Regions from separate parts of the Mus musculus genome. Here region 1 is linked to region 2. A link is a contact called in public HiChIP or PLAC-seq data. All regions are on one chromosome and are shown on one strand. The core of a region is the stretch at or near the end of the contact, and the rest is flanking DNA. Distances in the headings are between cores, read along the strand shown. Region 1 holds the start of Mta1 (metastasis associated 1). Region 2 overlaps Gpr132 (G protein-coupled receptor 132).

Evidence for each region. HiChIP or PLAC-seq counts read pairs in DNA pulled down with a chosen protein or histone mark.
Region 1: a contact with region 2 is called in an HNF4G HiChIP or PLAC-seq map of pancreatic cancer cells. The contact joins the promoter of Mta1 here to the enhancer-like site in region 2. A contact is called at or near these places in 2 of 484 Hi-C or Micro-C datasets (B cells and bone marrow-derived macrophages), 6 of 115 datasets of contacts at active chromatin or transcription factors (the SCID.adh cell line, effector CD8 T cells, memory CD8 T cells and 3 more) and 1 of 9 other capture datasets (adipose tissue).

The regions. Positions count from the first base shown.
Region 1 is chr12:113,096,724-113,101,691 of GRCm38.p6, reverse strand. It overlaps Mta1 (metastasis associated 1), which reads right to left and starts at 3,414. Exons shown (of 21, transcript NM_001364622.1): 1 at 3,247-3,414. The coding sequence starts at 3,274.
Region 2 is chr12:112,849,692-112,854,276 of GRCm38.p6, reverse strand. Gpr132 (G protein-coupled receptor 132) reads left to right here. Exons shown (of 3, transcript NM_019925.4): 3 at 1,101-3,401. The coding sequence ends at 2,221. Among named protein-coding and RNA genes, the nearest start is that of Gm30461, 8.2 kb to the left of the region's middle. Within about 2 kb of position 2,941, at least 47 of the 459 cell types and tissues checked have an H3K27ac peak or open chromatin away from gene starts, as enhancers often do. A contact at or near this core is called in pancreatic cancer cells, where this site is marked.

The sequences.
Region 1 (4,968 bases), core at 2,165-4,664, 250 kb before region 2:
AGGGAATGGCCATAGCCCTTCAATTAAAGACAAAAAGCTCCCACGTAGCCAGGTGGAGGTGGTGCACGCCTTTAATCCCAGCACTTGGGAGGCAGAGGCAGGTGGATTTCTGAGTTTGAGGCCAGCCTGGTCTACAAAGTGAGTTCCAAAAAAACCAAAAGAAAAAAAAAAAAAAAAAAGCTCCCACGTAGAAGCAGCTGTGACGTGGGGAGACTCAAAGCAATCTCTGTTCCTCTGTTCAAAAATGCCACCTAATTTTACAACAGACACACAGGTAAGAAACACAGGTGCCTGCCCTAGGATGTCCTCAGCCTTAATCCAAGCTCTCAGTAGGGACAGCCTCTCAAACCCTCACCCAACACCCACCCCTGCTCTCAGGCGCTGGCAGGAGCCTGGCAAGCCCACCTCTTAAGATGCAGTCTATCTTTCCACCCTGGCTGACCTCTTGGCCCAAGTGTTCTGGGGCTCCTGCAACCTCCTCCCCCATACTTTCACCGGCCTAACCCACCCTAACACGTCTTCCAGACAAGCTTGCCAGGGAGTACAGGACGCCCAAACATTGTGCTGCAAATCCCAATCTTTCCTGTCCACATGCCTTCACAGTTGGGACACTGGGGCAAGGCAGTTTTCCTGAAACTTAAACCTGACACGTGTGCCAAGAAGGGGGTGGGGTGGGGGCAGAGATACCCCAACCTAGGTCTCCACCAGCCACTATTCAGAACACATTTCCCAGGGGGCCAGAGCCCAGACAACAGACTGAACCAAGGCCTGCTCAGGGAGCCACAGTGTGTCCTCTCTCATCTGGGGGCCTGAGAATCTGGCAAGCAGTGACTGGGGCAGGAAGCCAACAGCCACCACCCAGAGCACCATTGCAAGGCCGTGCTGGGGCTCCCAGGATGGCACTAGAGTTCCCTATCCAAAAAGTCCTTTAGGGGCTGACCCTTCACCTGCCATGGATACCCTCTGGGGACCACTACCCTGCAAAGCACTACAGGCAATACAGATGGTACCCCAGACCACGCTTGGCAGCCAACATATACATAGGAACACAGACCTATCCCTACTCCTTAGTCATACATACTTGCTTGACACACAGGCTCAGGGTCCAGCCACCTATCCTCATGGGGCCTCAGACACTCCAGGATACCAGCTATGTCCTGGAGGAGCAGATATAGGACACAGGATGAAAACAGGGATGGATCTCTAGCCACGCCGTGGGGAAACAGGTACAGATGAGCCAGTCTAGGACCTCACCAGATTGCTAGGGCCTTGGCTATAGCCCCTCCGCCAGGCAGGCAGCTGTGGGACTCTTGGAAACGGGCTGAGACCTCAGTGCCCTGCAGACCACCTTCCACGCTCTCACCACCTCCCACTGCCTGAGTCAGATGCAGGAGCCCAGACCTTCACTCTTTTGCTATTTATTCATGCTATTTATTCATTTCTTCAGCATATGACATGCCATCATGGGCCAGAAACCATGAGAACCAGGAGGGGTGGGGGGTGGAGGTGGCCCAGGGGTCAGGGTCATACAGGAGTGGTGATGGGTGTTTCAGGGTGGTCTTCCACTCCAGCACACTCTCAGCAGAGCCCAGTTTTGCTAGTGGGGGAAGAGATTCATCCACATTTAGTCTGTGACCAGGAGGAGGGGCTCCAAGTCCAGATAGAGAGCAGGGTCAGGGACCAGGATAATGGGAGCCTTTCACGGGCAAAGGAGAACCTCTGAAATGAGGGAACTAGAGGTAGAACCCGAGGAAGCAGCAGCCATATCAGCAGGAACCATGGTGAACAGGAAGGGGGATCCTTGCAAAAATGGTTCACTGGGCAGAATAAGGGGCAACACCTGGAAGGGGGCCCCCTGGGGAGCCAGGAGCTAGCCTCTGCCCTGGAAAGCAGGCCAGTAAGCCTATAGCATCCAGTGACCTGGCCCACTCCCTCTGGGGCTGGCAAGGCTGAATCCTCACAGACCAGCCCCTCCTCATATGACCCCAGGCTGTATGACCTGTGGCAGGTCCTGGCAGAGAGCAAAGGTGTGAGATCAGGGATTCCCTGAGAGGCCCCTGCTGTGGGAGGCCTGCTGTGGGAGGATGAGCCATCCGTGTGGAGATAGCTGCACCCCTGTGCCCCAAGCCACAGAACTGAGCTGGCTGGGTCCCGCTGGTGTGAGATGGAAGGAAATGACCTAGGCACTCAGGGGTCGGGGTCTTCCGTAGGAGTGGTTGATGGGTGTTTCGGGGTGGTCTTGCACTCAAGCACACTCTCACAGCAAAGCCCAAGTTTGCTAGTGGGGGACAGCAGCAGACTCATCCACATTTAGGCTGTGACCAGGAGGGTCTCCAAGTCCAGAGAGAGAGCAGAAGAAGGCTATGGGATAACTATAAGGGTCAGCATGGCCTGGATGTGTGCAAGGCCATTCCGGAGTATCCTGGTCACACACACACATACACAAACTGGGCAAAGGGCTTCTTCCCAGGGCCCAACAACTGGGGGACCAGCCCGGGCAGACAGGCTCTCATGGCCCCAGGTCAGTAGGGACCTCTGGCCTTCCAAAGGCCAGGAAAGTGCCTCCTTGCTAGGCAGGGGTGAGCAGTAAGGCAGAGAAAAGTTTGGGGTGATTCAGACCTGCACTTGGGATGTAGGCCCCCTGCTGTAGCCAACCCTCCCCCCCAGGAATCCCTGCTAAGGAAAGCCCTCGGCTGGGACGGGCTCGTGGCCCCTGCAACAGGACTCACGGTGCCTGCACACCTAGCGGGCCCTGCACGGCCCCCTGAGGAGACCGCTTGCCCCCCAGACCCCGAAACTCCTGCTCGCGGGACCGCAGCCAGAGCTCCAGAGGCACGTGCTCCTGCTCAGGGGCTCCGGCCCGGACCCAGGCCCAGGCCTCCCGCCGCCGGGCCCGCCGGCCCCCGGGATGCCCTGGCCACCCTGGCCACTCGCCGCTACTCCGCCTGCGTCCCGCGGGCCACCCCCGGTCCCCAACAGGTGGGCATAGCCCCCTCCCAGCGCCGCTCGGCGCCCCGCGCGCGCGCGCCCCGGCACCGGCAGCCCAGGGGCCATTTTGGGCCGGGACGAGCACCGGAGACCAGAACCGAGCCTCGCGGGCGGGGCGCGAGCGCGACGGGGGCGGGACGGGGGGGAGGGGCGCGGGCCGCGCGCGAGGGCGGCGTGGGGGAGGCGCGGAGGCCGCGGCGGGGCCGGGAGGCGCGGGCGGTGGGCCCGCGGCGCATAAAGGCCGTGGCGGGGCCTTACCTCCGACCCTGTACATGTTGGCGGCCATGTCCGGGCCGGCGGCGGGGCCGCGGGGCGCGGGGCGCGAGCGCGGGCGGCGGGCCGGGCGCGGGCCGGGGCGGGGGCGGGCGCGGGGGCGCCGGCGGGCGGTTTAAAGGGACCGCGCTGCTCCGCCGCCGCCGCCGCCGCCGCCTCCGAGGCCGCCGAGGCCGCGCAGGGACGGGAGGGCCGCGGCGCGGGCGGGAGAGGAAGAGGAGGAGCGGCCGCGGGCGGCGGGGAGGGGCCTCGGGCGCCGCCGCCCACCGCGCGGGCCGTTACCCGACCCCGCGCCGCGCCGGCCCGCGTGCCCCTGGCCGAGTGGCCCTTCTGAGCCCTTAGCTCGCCTGGTCCTCGGCATCCCCGGATCGCCCTCCCACGACCCCTCCTGCCTGGCTCTCAGCATCCCCGGGTGGCCATCCGGAGCCCCACGCTTTCGTGGCCCTGGCATCCCGAGTGGCCCTCCTGCATCCTCTCCAAAGTGGTCCTCGGCATCCCTGGGTCAGCTGCTCATCCCTTGGAGGTCCTTCGAAGCCACTGCTGGAGTGGCCCTTGGCATCCCCAGGTGGTCCTCCTCGGCAGGCCCACACCCTGCGTCCCTGGGACGCACTCCTGCAACCCGCCTAGAGTGGCTGGCCCTCCACATCATTGATGGCCCTCCTGCGACCCCTCCGGAATGATACTTGGCATCCTCCAGTGGCACTCTCCAGGCCCACGCCCGCCTGGACCTCGGCACCCACTGGGTGGCCCTTCTTTAACCCTCAGTGGTCCTCGACATCCCTGGATGGCCCTCTTACATGGTCTTTCAGCTTACCTGGGAGGCTCTCCACGACCCCTCCCAAATGACTCGGGCATCCTCCAGTGGCACTCTCCAGCACTCTCCAGGCCCATTCCCTCCTGGCCCTCAGCACCCATTGGTGACCCTTTCCCTGCCCTCCCCCCACCCCCGCCAAGCTCCATGCTCACCTAGTCTTCAGCAACCCCAGGTCACCTCCAGAGACCTCTCACATACCTGACAAGGTGAGCCCTCCTAGGACTGGCTCCTTGGGAGTTTCTCACAAGGTTGCCTTGGGTCCTTCTATGTGAGCCCTTCCCTGCACCCCTGTGTAGGGATCCTTTCCAATTCTTGTAGGGGTCCTCAGTGTGTCCCCCATTGTCCAACCTCTTCAGTCACCCAGGAACATCATGACTATCCTTGAACAAGGCGGTCATGCTTGTTCCTGAAGTGCCAGGCCTCCCTCCGTGTACCTCCCTGCTCGCTTGGATTCCCTCCCACAAGCCCAAGCTGAAGCCAAGACCACATAAGCCGTGGGGCATTGCGGTGCTGAGGAAGGTGCCTCTTTGTGGCATCTGTGACTAAGGGCTTGCCTTTGCTTATCTAAGGTCTGTGAAGAGGGAGTTCTTAGACATTACCCCAAGGCCAGAGGACAAAAGGTTGTGTCCCTGATGGGACTCCTGTCCCTGCCACAGTTGGGGCAGTGAAAAGGAGCTGACTGGGAGTTCTGGTTGAGTCTGAGCACGGCGGGTTACTTTGTCGGTGGAAGTCTATGGCCGCCAAGTCGGCGTCCTCTTTGAGGTGCATTCTGTGGAGTGGAGTAAATGGCGCTCAGGAAAGCATTGTGGGCCACGGTGAGGGTTAGGCGTGGGGGGGGGGGGCTCAGGGCTAATGCACTGTACATAACTAGGCAAGAAATCTGCATGACGCTT
Region 2 (4,585 bases), core at 1,692-4,191:
CAGCACTTGGGAGGCAGAGTCAGGTGGATTTCTGAGTTCATTGCCAGCCTGGTCTACAGAGTGAATTCCAGGACAGGCAGGGCTACACAGAGAAACCCTGTCTCAAAAAACCAACCAACCAAAAAAAAAAAAAAAAAAAAAAAAGAGGAGGCCTGCGAAATGTATCAGTTGCCTAAGAAAGATTCAGGCTCTGGTTGGGGACAGGTCACCTTCCTAACAAGGAGCCCTCACCTGAGGAGTAGTGCGGTTCTTAGCTGGCATCCTATCACTCATGGCCAGAGTGGAATCCATCCAGGCTGAGGACGATGGCATGGGCAGCTGAGATCCCAGGGAGTATGGGACAATTGGCCAGGACAACCAGAGCCATGGAACAGATATCAGCCTGGGACCAGGAGGCAGTGCCCTTGGGGCCTCCAAATCTGACCCACGACATGGCTGAAGGCTTCTCCACCAGATGACCAGTGTGGCCAGAGAAAGAGGGTTTGGAGAGAATTCATCTGCCCACATCTGTCAGGGTCTGGGGTTGGTGACTGTCCTCACCATTCTCTGGTCCAACTGGCTTCCTCTAGCTGCAGTCTTTTGAACTCCTGATGTGTCTAGTCTGAAGTCCGTAAAACTTCCCTTTTACTTAAAAGATTTATTTATTAATTGTGTGTGTATAGCAGGCATACATGTGCCACTGAGTGTGTGTTGCAGGCATGTATGTGCACTGTGCATCTGTAGCATGTATGTATGTGCACTGTGCGTCTGTAGCATGTATGTATGTGCCCTGTGTGTATGTAGCAGGCATGCATGTGTACTGTGTGTATGTAACAGGCATGCATGCACCTCTGAGTGTGTGTTACAGGCATGCATGTGCACTGGACATGTGTAGCAGGCATGCATGTGCCACTGAGTGTATAGCAGGCATACATGTATACAGTACGCATGTGAAAGTCAGAGAACACCTCAGCTAGTCAGGATCCGCCCCACATTTTACCTGATGAGTCATCTCCCCGACCCCACCCCCATCGAGCTTCTTACTCTTTCTTGGTATTATAAATCTCCCTGAGTGGGAGTAGTTCCGTAACTCCTACTGCTGTGTCATTTCTGCCCCACAGGAAACACCACACTGGGGGTTACCTCCGTTCTTCAGAGCACCTCAGTACCTTCTTCTGAGACCTGCCACGTCTCCTACGAGGAGAGCAGAGTGGTCCTGGTGGTGGTGTACAGTGCCGTGTGCCTGCTGGGCCTACCAGCCAACTGCCTGACTGCCTGGCTGACGCTGCTGCAAGTCCTGCAGAGGAACGTGCTAGCCGTCTACCTGTTCTGCCTGTCCCTCTGTGAGCTGCTCTACATCAGCACGGTGCCATTGTGGATCATCTACATCCAGAATCAGCACAAATGGAACCTGGGTCCGCAGGCCTGCAAGGTGACTGCTTACATCTTCTTCTGCAACATCTACATCAGCATCCTCTTGCTCTGCTGCATTTCCTGCGACCGCTACATGGCCGTGGTCTATGCACTGGAGAGCCGAGGCCACCGCCACCAGAGGACTGCTGTCACCATTTCTGCGTGTGTGATTCTTCTTGTTGGACTTGTTAACTATCCAGTGTTTGACATGAAGGTGGAGAAGAGTTTCTGCTTTGAGCCCCTGAGGATGAACAGCAAGATAGCCGGCTACCACTACCTGCGTTTCACCTTTGGCTTTGCCATCCCTCTCGGCATCCTGGCGTTCACCAATCACCAGATCTTCCGGAGCATCAAACTCAGTGACAGCCTGAGCGCTGCGCAGAAGAACAAGGTGAAGCGCTCCGCCATCGCGGTCGTCACCATCTTCCTGGTCTGCTTTGCTCCCTACCACGTGGTACTCCTCGTCAAAGCTGCCAGCTTTTCCTTCTACCAAGGAGACATGGATGCCGTGTGTGCCTTTGAAAGCAGACTGTACACAGTCTCTATGGTGTTTCTGTGCCTGTCTACAGTCAACAGTGTGGCTGACCCCATCATCTACGTGCTGGGTACAGACCACTCTCGGCAAGAAGTGTCCAGAATCCACACAGGGTGGAAAAAGTGGTCCACAAAGACATATGTTACATGCTCAAAGGACTCTGAGGAGACACACTTGCCCACAGAGCTTTCAAACACATACACCTTCCCCAATCCCGCGCACCCTCCAGGATCACAGCCAGCGAAGCTAGGTTTACTGTGCTCGCCAGAGAGACTGCCTGAGGAGCTCTGCTAAGTCCACTCTTCCTCAAAACTAGCACCAGTCACACATACCTGGTCCTCTGAGTCACCGTCTGGGGTGTCCACAGCACTATAGATGCCTTTGTTCGGGCACACGCTGCTGATCTTTCCTTCCTAAGGCCACCAACTCTGAAAGTATCTGTTCCTTAGACGTCCTCAGGCTCCCCTCTATGGAAAGCGGGGCTTGCTAAGGAGCCTGTGGCTCTTAGGAGAGCTCTTTATCAGCAGTGTGCTCTGCGGGGCTCCCAGCGGCCATCAGCTGAGCACCTGGTAGGACACTTTATTCCCCCATTGTCCAGTGGCTAACACAGTTAGTTCATCTTGGGGCTTTCCACTGAGATGGAAGTGAACTGTGTTCAGAGTTACCACCATGGAGATAGGAGTCCAACCCTGCGGGCTCCCACTGGGGGTTGGTTCTGAGTGGACATAATTGTCTTCTGGAGGAGCCATGGAGCACGGTGGCCAATTGATCCAGCTCCTAGTAGCCCAGGATATCCTCCCCTGGGACCCCTCAACCATTTACATTAGGAAGTGCTAGTGGACACCCCAGGAATAGGTTGGTATAGCTGCTACCAGATAAGGAGTTATCTGACATCTGGCATGTCTTTCTTTGCCTTGCAACTTCTGGCTTTGACATCACAGAGGAGGTAGGCTGGGGCTCTTGAAAGGGCAAGCCAGGAGCAAGCCCCACTTTGCCCCGTTTTCTCCAATGTTGACTCTGAGTCAAATCCCGGCTCTGCTCCAAGAGCCTTGTCTTGCTGAGTCATTCCTGTGCTACCTCACTGGGTCACTCGCTGCTGGGACTGACGCCGCCCCCTCCCCCCCCCCCGACCCCACCCCATCCCAGAGGCTCCTGATGCACTTGGAGTGCAAGGGCCAAGGACCCTGAGCTTGGTGGGCCTCGGAGCTGATCCTCCTGAAGCACACACATCACGGATGCTGCACTGAGACTGTGACCTCAGAGTTAACTTCAGCTCTACCTTGGAAGAAGTACGGAGAATAAGAACACAGACTTCCTTTCCTTGCTACAGGGCATTTTTGATTGTTTTTTGAGACGAGGTTTCTCGCACCTCAGACTGATCTTAAACTCACTAAGTAACATAGGAAGACCTGTTTTCTCCTGATTCTGTCTGTTGTCCCCATCTCTTGGGGTGGAATTAAAAGGATGCATCACCAGCCTCGGACTTCCTCTTCAGTGATGTTTGCTTGTTTGTTTGTTTGTTTGTTTGTGTGGCTGTGTTGGCAGAGCCGTGTGTGTGTGTGTGTGTGTGTGTGTGTGTGTGTGTGTGTGTGTGTGGCTCGAGCACACACAGTCCCATGCACTAAGGCCAAAGGTTGACCCCTGACATCTTCCTTGATATCTTCTTTAAGTGTGAGTCAGGGTCTCACACTGAAACCAGAGCTCACCAATTTGGCTGAACCAGTTAGCCGGCTTGCTCCAGTGATCTCTGTCTCTGCCTTGCATGCAGTGGGGCGGTACAGGCAGGCGGCCATGCTTGCTTGCCCTTGTGCCTCGCTTTGTTTTGTTCTGCTTTTAGGAGACAAGTTTCTCTCTGTAGTCCTGACTGTCCTCTGTAGACCAAGATGGCTGCTGTAGACCAGGCTGGCCTGGAACTCACAGAGATGCCCCCGCCTGTGCCTCCCGATGGCTGGGATTAAATGCACACAACACCATGTCCAGCCCCGCGCCTCCGCTTGTGTATGGTGCTGGGGATCCAAACTCTGATCCTCACTTGCTCAGCAAACACTCTAAGAACTGCCCCATCGTCACAGCCTCTCTACTTCCTTTTTAAAATAAGAGGGTTTTTTGTTTTTTTAATTTTTACCTCTGTAGGTAGACATCTTTCCACTTGGAAGGCCAAACCTAGGACAGGAAGGTGACCCCCGGGAACATGGAGACTCTAAGTGTAATGTGGCTGTGGTGAAGGGCAGGAAGGTGGAGCGGCTGAAGGTTCTTACGGCTTTCTACTGCCCTTGGCACAGCAAAGCCAAACAATCTCCCATCCATACCCCTCTGCCAAGTTCAACCCAGGCTGAGAGATGGATGTCCTGTTTTCTCTGAAGCAGGAATCTGTGCCCCCCCCTCGATGGAATGGGTCCTCCACCTGCCCTCTCTAGGAGCTTCTATGTCTTAGCCCCTCTCCTCCTTTCAGCCTTAGGGCTCTGACATCACCCCTGGGCCAGCACCGCATCAAATCATTGGAATCCTGTGTGGACGGTGTGGGGCTAGCCTGACAGTCTCTGTGGGGAAGGCAGGTGACCAGGAGGTTCAGAGGAATCCCGAATGGCTTCTACCCTGTGGGGGTACCCGTCTCACCATAAACCCAAGGTCAGGAAAAAGAACACATAGTGGAGAAGG